2 separate regions of the Sus scrofa genome follow, and region 1 is linked to region 2. The links are chromatin contacts, called in public Hi-C maps. All regions are on one chromosome and are shown on one strand. Each heading gives the region's core, a stretch centred on a gene start, on an enhancer-like site or on the middle of the called end of the contact. The rest is flanking DNA. Distances are from core to core; before and after follow the strand shown. Region 1 overlaps CAGE1 (cancer-associated gene 1 protein). Region 2 has its middle 32 kb from the start of SSR1.

Region 1 (5,077 bases), core at 374-2,873, 49 kb before region 2:
AATACTAGAATGGATGGGCAGCCAGGGCCTACTGTACAGCACAGGGCACCGTGTCCTATCTCTTGGGATAGAACATGACAGAGGATAATAGAAAAAATACATATGTATGACTGGGTCACTTTTCTGTACAGCAGAAATAGACACCGCATTGTAAATCAACTGTACTTTAAAAAAAAATTAAAATTTGAAGGCAAAAAACCCCACCAGACATATCCTAATAAGTGATCAGAACAAAAAAATAAATGAACTCTTGGTACCGACAACAGCATGGATGAATCTCAAAGTAATTAGGCTGATTGTAAGATTCCGTGACGCGCAATTCTGGGTACTGCCACCTGATCAACAGAGAAAGCACATGAGTGGTTGCTGGGGTCGTGGGCAAAGAGGGAAGGAGGGATGACCGAGGCCCTTTGGAAGCATTCTAGGGTGCGGGTACGCTCGTTTGATTCGTCGTGACAATGGCCGCCCTGGCATAACGTGTGCCAGAGCGTCAAATTGTAGACTTTAAATATGTACAGTGTACTGTATATAAATTACACCTTAATAAAGATGTTTTTGTTTTGTTTTGTTTTTTGTTTTTGTCCTTTTGCCATTTCTTGGGCCGCTCCCGAGGCATGTGGAGGTTCCCAGGCTAGGGGTCGAATCGGAGCTGTAGCTGCCAGCCTACTCCAGAGCCACAGCAACGCAGGATCCGAGCCGCATCTGCGACCTACACCACAGCTCACGGCAACACCGGATCGTTAACCCACTGAGCAAGGGCAGGGACCGAACCCGCAACCTCATGGTTCCTAGTCGGATTCGTTAACCACTGCGCCACAACGGGAACTCCGCCTTAATAAAGATGTTTTAAAGGCAAAAATAAAACCGGAGTGCCCACACAGACTCTGCAGGTCTAAGTCCCATGTCCTCTCCCCGGCCTGGAGCAGTGAGCACCTCCGCCCACGAGGGGGTGCTGCTCCGCTTGCCTGGCTCCCCGCCTGGGCTGTCGGGGTCTCCCAGGGAGGACACCGCCTCCTCCGCAGTGAAGCCGGCCGCCTCTCATCTAGGCTGAGCCCAGGGATGAGGTGTGTAAGTGTACTCACCGGTGCTTTGTCGCGCACTTGCAGAAACTTGTCATTTTCTCTTCTTGGGTATCTTCATCCTCCAATATTTAGGCCTTCCTTCTCAACCTCAGGAATACAGAAGGTTGATTCCATGCCATTTCGCTGAGCATAAGACGTGATAGACTCAAAGGGCCCTAATTAAGCAGTTGTCATCTCTTCCAGGGTTGGACAACTTCTCTTTAACCTTTGAAAACAAAGGCTGATCATCTCTGGACAGTAAGGCAGAGCTGTCAAAAATGACAGCCTACGAGTCATACCTGAGGCAGATCGGCTTTGTTAGGTCCACAGGATGTTTAAAAGGTTTTTGAATTATTGCCAGAAATTTAAAGGAATGATTTTTCTGTGAGAATTGAGATTTCCGTCTCCTCTTTGAAAATAAGATCTGCCATTCTTGCCACGGCATTCCCACATGGCAAAGTCTGGCAGGAGCTGAAGAGCAACTCCTTCCTTTAGGCAGCAGATGCTCTCTGGTTTCCCCAGGTCCCCAGATACTGGCTCAGTCCTGTCACGTGCTTGCCTGGCCCTCCCACAGACGTTTGAGGTTGTGACCCCTGCACTAGAATGTCCTATCCTCTGCGGGTCCGTTTGCCTTCTATCGAAGGCCAAGTAACGGCCCCCAAAGATGTCCAAAGCCAGCACCTGTGAAAGTTTCCTTTACATGACAACGAGAGACTCTGCAGGTGTGATTGGATTGAGGATCTTGAGACAGAGAAATTACCCTGAATTATTCCATGGGCCCCAAATGCTTCAGAATTCAGATTCCTGTGGAATGAGATGGGCAGATGATGTGCAGAAAGCTGGACCCCATCAGATTTGTCTGCTCAGATCTTCCAAGAAGCTACCAAGATGTTCGTGTAGAAAAGTCAATTTTAGCCACAAAATTCATTAGTTTCTTCTTTCAGTTTAGAAGAGAGAAATAAACATTTGGAAGATTTAATTAGAAGGCCCAGAGAGCGAGCCAGAAAACCAAGGTCAGTTCTTTCTTTTTCTAAAGAATAATGTCATTAACTTTAGAATATATGCATAATAATAAATGATACATTCTTTAAAGCTACTTTTTTTCTTATCTCAATTGTAAGATAAACCAGCTCAGTTATATGAAAGTGCCTGATATTTTGCCTGGTATAAAATAATTGCTTGATAAATGTTTTTGGTAGGACCTGAATTGCAAAGCCTGGTTCTCTGCCTTCATGGGACTTAGGATCATTTCTAAGAAAAATGCCATAAAGATTATGAGCTAAGATTTTTATCTACCATAAAACAGCTTGCCCTGCTGTAAATATATAGCAGACCAGATTTTATGACCAGATTTCCCTACACTAATGTGAAATCTTGTAATCTTTTGGTTTAGACTTTGGACTCTTGGTGTTTGATGCTCTAAGGTTTATATGCCCAGACCTTCTGGGGCTGATGAAGACCATAAGGGTGTTAATATGGGCCTCTTCCTGGCCCAGCTCCTAAGATGCTAATTAAACATTTACCAGTTCCCCAAACGAGGGTGAGTTTGCCTGATGTGCCGAAGTTCTGAGGGAAATTTCAAAGAACACGTTCCATGGCTCATAGCCCTTGACCCTTGACCACATCCAGTATATAAAATGTTTGGAGTGGGGGGAGATTGCAGAAGAGACTTCTTTGACCCTGTCATGTGGCGAGCTCCCATCACCTCCAAGTAATCCTACATCTTTGACCTAAAGCCTTAGGAGGGGGTCTGTGGGAGGTCAAGTAAAGAGTTTTAAAATGTGTTTCTTTTTCTTTCTTTCTTTCTTTCTTTTTTGCTTTTTTTAGGGCCATACCCTGTGGTATGTGGAGGTTCCCAGACTAGGGGTTGAATCGGAGCTATAGCTGCCAGCCTACACCACAGCCAAATCCAAGCTGTGTCTGCGACCTACACCACAGCACACGGCAATGTCAGATCCTTAACCCACTGAGCGAGGCCAGGGATCAAACCTGAAACCTTATGGTTCCTAGTTGGATTCGTTTCCACTGCGCCACAAAGGAAATTCCCTGTTTTCCAACTTTTAAGAAACACATTTTAGAAGTTCCCGCCGTGCCACATCGGAAGTGAATCTGACTAGGAACCATGAGGTTGCAGGTTCCATCCCTGGCCTCGCTCAGTGGGTTAAGGATCTGGCGTTGCCATGCGCTATGGTGTAGATCGCAGATGTGGCTCGGATCCTGTGTTGCTGTGGCTGTGGCTTAGGCCAGTGGCTACAGCTCTGATTAGACCCCTAGACTCAGAACCTCCATGTGCCTTGGGTGCAGCCCTAAAAAAAAAAAAAAAAAAAAGAAAAGAGAAGCAAAAAAAAGTTGGGAAACAGAAACGGTAACTGAGAAAACTAAAGCAAGCTATGACAGAGGGCTGAGTTGGGGGTGGGGGAGGCAGCTGCTCTCCCTGAGCTTGTCATCCCGACAAAGAATGTATGTGACAGTTTCTTAAGAACCATGCAGGTGAGGTTTGAGTTATCTTGGACTCTGCTCAAGGCAGCCTGGAGGATGCCAGCAGCAAGAAGGGGCTGCTGAAGCAAACTCAAGTAATCACATTCTTAGGGGCTGCTGAAGCAAACTCAAGTAATCACAGAAGAGGCACGCATCAGCCTGGGCCAGGGGAACAGAGGGCAGAGGTCCCTAGCGGTGGCAAGCTCCAGAAAGAAAGAATCAGCCACGCCCAGAGACTCTGGAGCCACCCAGCCAAGCAAAAATGTCTTAGCACCTTACTTCTCCTTCCTCCTGCAAAGAGAAATTGACCTTCACCGGCAGGTAGTGTCCACCATCTGCAAACCTTAGCTCAGGGAGAGGAAGAAGTTCTACTCTTTATATTGTTTTATTTTATTTTATCTCATTTTCTTTTTGCTTTTTAGGCCCGTACCTGCAGCATATGGAGGTTCCCAAGCTAGCGGTCTAATCGGAGCTACAGCTGCCAGCCTACACCACAGCCACAGCCAACATGGGATCCGAGCCGGGTCTGCGACCTACACCGCAGCTCACAGCAACGCTGGATCCTTAACCCACTGATCGAGGCCAGGGATCAAACCCGCAGCCTCATGGTTCCTAGTAGGATTCGTTTCCACTGTGCCACAACAGGAACTCCAGGAGGGGACTTTTGCCTCCGTCCGGGGAAGATGGTTTTAACCCTTGGCACTGTTGACAATGGAGGTGTCCTCGTTGCTGGGAGTACTGGGTCGGAACTAAACGCCGCTCTCCAGCGGGCAAGTGGAGGGACGTTATGTGCCCCATAACGTGGGAACTCCAAGTTCTACTCTTGAATGAAGGTCAAGGATCAGTTAATACTTAAGACTGGGGGGAGTTCCCATCTTGGCACAGAGGGAATGAATCTGACTGGGAACCATGAGATTGTAGGTTCGATCCCTGGCCTTGCTCAGTGAGTTAAGGATCCCAAGTTGCTATGAGCTGTGGTTTAAGCCTGCGGCTACAGCTCTGATTCGACCCCTAGCCTGGGAATCTCCACATGCTGCGGGAGTGGCCCCAGAAAAGGCAAAAAGACAAGGCAAAAAAAAAAAAAAAAAAAAAGACTGGGCACTGTGCTTCTGAACTAACTTGTGCTTATGCTTCACAGCGAGGGCTGATTGTTACCTTAGAAAGAACAAAAAATTCACCTGGTCTGCTGCACATTCAGCCAAGGGCAAGGGGGTAAAGCGCCCCCGTGTCAAAAAAGCCTAGGGAGTTCCCATTGTGGCTCAGCAGCAAGGACCCAACTAGCATCCATGCGGTTGCAGGTTCAATCCGCAGCCTCGCTCAGTGGGTTAAGGATCCAGCATTGCCGCGACCTGTGGTGTAGGTCGCAGATGTGGCTCAAATCTGGCATTGCTGTGGCTGTGGTGTAGGCCGGCAGCTACAGCTCCGATTCAGCCTCTGGCCTGGGAACCTCCATATGCAGTGGGTGCGGCCCTAAAAAGATTAAGGAAAAACAAGTCTAAAGTAGAAATAGAAAGCAGACGTGAAAGTTGCGATTTGAT
Region 2 (5,297 bases), core at 882-3,381:
GCCAGTGCGGCCCACCAGCCTGTACGTCCCATGCTCCCCCCCCCCCCCCCCCGCCAAACAACAGCAGATTGTTTTTTGCTGGGACGTCAAGGAATGGTCTGATGAGGTTGTTGGACTGCTATGTCGGTAGAAGGAGCTGGTCACTGGGAGAGCTGGCCGGCCACACTCAATGCGCCCTCTGGGGCCGTCTCGTCTGCCCCTCTGCTTTGCCTCCATCACGTCCACACACACACACGTTTACCTTGGATGAACTGGTACTTCGCTCAGGCACCTAAGCGAGTAGGATGGGTCGCAGCCCCTGTCTGAACCACGCTTGGTGATTCAAAATCCGCTGACCCCAGACTCGCCCACTCAGTGCCTGGGTACTCTCACCCGGGCCACATAGTTGGCCTCAGCCTGTTTCTTCTCTAAACCGTGGACAGTCGTAACTAGAGGTATTAATATTCAATGAATGTTTATAAAGCCCTCACTATATAGGCCAAGTGTTTGGTGGAATTTTTAAAGATACTGCATGTGAGGAGAAGAAGAAAAATAGCTGATTCAAGCGCCTGGCCCAGAGTAGCCTCATCCGCACGACTAAGCAGGTTCTTTGCCTCGTCTCATAAGCTGTGTCCACTTGTCAGCCGACTGAAACCCGTCGGCAGCCTCCCCCCCCCCCACTGCCAAAGTCTGTCTAAAGGCGAGGCCCTTTCAGTTGTTTATCTTCGGTAAGTGACCGAACCTCATCTAACAATGAGCTGGAAAGACTCTGAAGCCCTTTCTACCCACTGGCCGGATGGCTGGGCTCGCCTTGGGACAGCCCGGCTAGTGGACACCTCCTGCTTGAACCCCAGTCTTGTGGTCTGTGGCCAGCGCTGCTCAGCAGACCATCCCAGAGAAAAGGCCGCCTTCCCTCCCGCCCAACAGGCCTCTGTGCACGCGAAGAGCTCTCGCTCCTTCCTTTGTCAAAAACCGTCCTGTGCCACGAGCCGCGGCGGAGGTCGCAGGCGCGGCTCGGATCCCGCGTGGCGGTGGCGGTGGCGGTGGCCGCGGCGACAGCTCCGCGTGGTCCCCTCGCCCGGGAGCCTCCATATGCTGTGGGTGCGGCCCTAGAGAAACCTCTTCTACCCGGGCTCAGAAAAAAGTAAAAGTACCACCCCCACCTACGTGGATACGTGGATTTTTTTTTGGATAAAATAGTCCCATAAATGGTCCCCCAAGGAAAGAGTGCTTTTATTCTGATGATGGGAGTTGCCTGCCCGCTTGAACCCGAGCATATTGTATTTCATAGCGAAGTGAAAGGGTCCAAAACGATCACTCGAGAGAAAGGATGAAAGCGGCTGCCGTGCGTCCCTCCCCCAGAGGCCGCGGCTTCGGCAGCTACTTGGGGCTCCGTCGGCGTCTGCCCACGGCCCGGCCGTGAGGTGGCGGCGGCCGCGGGGAGCATCCTGGGGGGCTGCCCGGAAGCGGCGTTGGAGGGAGCGCCGCCACCCTCCTGCAAAGCCGCCCCCGAGGGGGGCTGCCGCCCTCGCCCTTGCCGTGGCCGCCTGCCGCTTGGACCCCTGCGAGGCCAAGTCCAAGGGGGGCAGGGGCGGGGGGGGGGGGACCCTCTCGAGCGCTTCCCGCGAGCCAGGGCTCCTCGGAGCGCTTCCCTCGTGTCCCTTCTCAGTGCGCGGGGCACCGGCCCTGCCTGAGGGACCAGCTCACGTCACCGAGTTACAGCTGAGGAATTCGAGGCGCAGTGTCACCCAGCCAGTAAGAGACGGGGCGGTCACAGGCTCCGCCGTGGCACCCGGGCCACCCCAGGGGGCTCAGGCCCCCACAGCCAAACCCTGATGCCCCAGAGCCACCTCAACGTCCCTGAGCCGCTTCCCTTCAGGAGGTCCCGTCTCGGTGTCACCTCCCCAGGAAACTCCCTTCTGACGAGATCTCACCTCCTAACAGGTCCCCTAACAGTTCTAACCCAGCTCTCCCCTGTCCCTGCCTGTCACACGGCCCTGCCCCAGCCCCCATCCTGAGCCGACGGCTTCCCTGTGTCAGTGAGCAGGGGACAAATGTGGCGCCCACGCACGTGGTGGCCCCTGCCAGTCCAGTCCCTCCGCCCCAGCCATGAGCCGCCACCGTGACTCTCGGGCAATGGCCTGACCCTGTGGCCCTCCTCACAGCCTGCGGGGCAACGACCCAAACCTCTCCCGTTTGCTTCTGTGCGACCTTCAGACCCACCCTTGCTGCCCGCCCCCAGCTGCCCGTCCCTCGCCCTCCCCGCCCACCCCTGCGGGCCCAGCACCTGGTTAGGGGACGACCTCTAACTCTGACATAATTTTGAACTTAGAGAGAAACTGCAAAATACCGAGAGAAATTCCCTATGGCCTCCACCCTCCTCCGATCACTGACTGCTCACGTCTGGTCGCACGCAGACGTGCACTGACACACGCGTTCTCCCTGACCCGTCCGACATCACGCCCGGAGCGAGCGCACCTGCGCTCATCTCCCAGGGACACACCCATGCTCTCGGGTGACCAGATCCCGGGGACCAGGACATGCAACACAGATGCAGGGGTTTCCCACCCACGGGTCCCGTCAGCCTTCGCCAGCGTCCAGTGCCCCTCGGCCACCTGCCGGGTTCGTGAGCGAGTCCAGCTTCACGCATTGTACCCCCTCGTGTCCCCGATGCTTCCCTCAGTGTTTGGGGACACCGCGTGTTTCAGGGGCACAGGCCACTGGCTCTGCCCTGTCCCAGCGGAGCTCGTGAGCAGCACCCTTGTGATGCCACCCAGACGTGCCTTTTCCGTGGGATCAGCACCAAAGTCGGTCCGGAGGTTTGTCTGTCATTGTGACGCTGATAGTGACAGTGTTTCAGAGGCGGGGCCTTAGGTAGCTCTCCTGTCTCCTCTTCCAAGGAAGACTGCTGAGGCCCTCTACCCGCAGGCCCTGTCCCCATCATGCCCAGGGCGTTGCCCTGACAGAACCCAGGCCATCCTGCCCCACCCTCTGCCCCAGTCCAGGCCTGGCACTGAGTAGGTGCTTTATAAATATTTGTGGAGTGAATGAAAGAATGGCTGAGACTGCGGGAGCTGATTTAGTGACAAAACAAAACCCCCCAAATCTCTCCAGATGAGTCTTGGTGGTTTTTGCTTTCTGCATGGAGTGCGGCTGAGTTTTAAGATTGCTTTTTATGCCAGATTCTCACTGAAAGCATGAAAGTATGACTTAATCCCAATACATTTTTTCTTTTTGGGGGGATGATGTGGTCGGCCGAAGTTCCCGGGCCAGGGCTTGAACCTGCGCCACAGCAGTGACAAGGCGGAATCCTGAACCGCTAGGCCACCAGGAAACGGCTCCATTTGTTTCCTCGTGGGAGGACGGGTGGGAGCCAAGCGACTCTCTGGGTCCTTTGTCGGGAAAAACACCTGGACCCGGGCGGGCTGCCGCGCAGCCTCCCAGCCGCTGACCCTCTCCCTTTGCCGTTTCAGGCGCAGGAGGAAGGAGACGCACTGATGTCACCAGACCCCCTGCGGCCGCTGGACGGCGGCCCCCGGAGACCCGGCCCCCGCCTGCATCGTTTGCTCTCCGTGACGCCCCGGACGCCCCGACGCCCCGCCGGCCCTCAGCGGGCACCACGGAGAAGCCACCGCTGCGAGGCCCGAGTGGCCGCGGCTGCGCGCCGGGTCTGGGTGGCGCTGTCCTCCTCCGCCCGAGGGAGGACGGCCCGGGGTCCCCGCGGGCGAGGGCGCGTGAGCCGTGGGATCCACATGGCCCCCCATCACTTGGACGGTGACGGGGCGGGACGTGGTGGCTGCGACCCCCACCTGAGCAGCTTCCGGCGTCATCTCAGGGGAGGACCAGGGGCCCGGGCGGGTGGGCAGCCGAGCGGGGGGCGGCTGGCGGCGGCGGAGGGCTGCGCGCCGAGCGGAGTGAGGTTGCCTGTGAGCCGGCCCGGGGCCGGGCCTCCCCAGGGAGGCTGCTTCTGTGTGGGGCGCACGGGCTCCCAGAGCTCCCATCACGCTGACATGGATGCAGCTGAACGGCACTCAAATAAATGGCCCCGAATGGGCTGCCAGCATGTGGGCGTCTCCCGCTGAGAGCCAGGCGGGGGCACAGGGCCAGCCCGGCTCCAAAGCGGCCCGTAACTGTGATGCTGCAGCAGGAACAGGCCAGGGATGGGGGTGCTCCCGGCTGAGTCTGCAGGTGCAGAGCAGGAGGGAGAGGCGCGGGGACACGGGGCAGGGAAGGGGCAGCAGCTGAGGAGCAGAGGTGACAGCAGGAAGCGGTCCCGCTGGGAGAGGACACGGCACACACGCAGACACTCACGCATCTCAAATGTGGCCTGAGAAGCCCACACTAAGCACAGTCTCAGGGAGACCCCAGGAGTTTTTTTAGAGCCGCACCTGTGATATAAGGACCCAGGCTAGAGGTTGAATCGGAGCCACAGCCACGCAGGATCCGAGCTGAGACTGCGACCTAGACCACAGCTCACGGCAACGCCGGATCCTTAGCCCACTGAGCGAGGCCAGGGATGGAACCCACATCCTCATGGATACCAATTGGTTTATTATTGCTGAGCCACAACGGGAACTCTCAGGAATCCGCATTTTAAAGCAAACTTTCCCAGTGGATTCGGAGTTTGAGACTCGCTCAAGGTTGGGGGGAGGTGACAGGGCTGATTTTCAGGTGGGGGGCGGCAGGGTCAGTCCTCAGCTGAGTGACACCTCAGGGCACGGCATTTGCTCTGCTGACAAGCTCCGAGGGTAGGGGGTGATGCCGCTGTGGGGACACGGGTGACCCCGAGGAGGAGAGCAGCTGGGCTTTGGAAGATTCCCGCCAGGGAAGAGGAGCCCCGCTGGCCCTTCTGGGCTGAGGACCTGATGGTCACGATACCCAGGTTTGGGCAGGGGCGGCGTCCTCATGACGGGGCCACCCCAGGTCTCGGGCTCTGTGACAGGGGGGTGGTACTCCCTGATCCCAGCCCCACTGCCTGGGGGCCCGGACGTCCCGGGGCACAGGGCTCAGGGTGAGGCCGTCGCCCAGGCAGGCCCCCGCGATGCCTCGACTCCTGCACCTGGAAGATTCTGCGTCCGCAAGGTCACAGGTGCAACCCCGGCCGCCCCTGGGCAGGGCTGCCCGGAGCTGCTGTCAGTCCTCTGCACAGAGACGCCAAGTGACTTCCTCAAGGCCCCACAGCGGGTTAGGGCGTGAGGGCGAGGGGGGCTGAGCCCAGCCCTCCGCACGCCTCCTCTGGCGTGGCCATCTCCAGGGGCACGTGGGCTCTCAGCGCCAGGCCCCCGGGCGGAAAACCTCTTGGGGAAGAATCAGCGCCC

The links. A called contact is a pair of places that touch in the nucleus more often than the background predicts.
Region 1: a Hi-C map of fetal liver shows a contact between it and region 2, with 2.0 times the contacts expected there. The contact joins two enhancer-like sites. A contact is called at or near these places in 1 of 5 promoter capture datasets (liver), 7 of 47 Hi-C or Micro-C datasets (blood, fetal liver, liver and 1 more) and 1 of 2 datasets of contacts at active chromatin or transcription factors (alveolar macrophages).

What each region holds. Positions count from the first base shown.
Region 1 is chr7:4,700,062-4,705,138 of Sscrofa11.1, reverse strand. CAGE1 (cancer-associated gene 1 protein) reads left to right here. Exons shown (of 13, transcript XM_021100145.1): 10 at 2,006-2,074. Among named protein-coding and RNA genes, the nearest start is that of SSR1, 17 kb to the right of the region's middle. Within about 2 kb of position 1,623, at least 4 of the 83 cell types and tissues checked have an H3K27ac peak or open chromatin away from gene starts, as enhancers often do. A contact at or near this core is called in fetal liver, where this site is marked.
Region 2 is chr7:4,651,660-4,656,956 of Sscrofa11.1, reverse strand. No RefSeq gene overlaps it. Among named protein-coding and RNA genes, the nearest start is that of SSR1, 32 kb to the left of the region's middle. Within about 2 kb of position 2,131, at least 3 of the 83 cell types and tissues checked have an H3K27ac peak or open chromatin away from gene starts, as enhancers often do. A contact at or near this core is called in fetal liver, where this site is marked.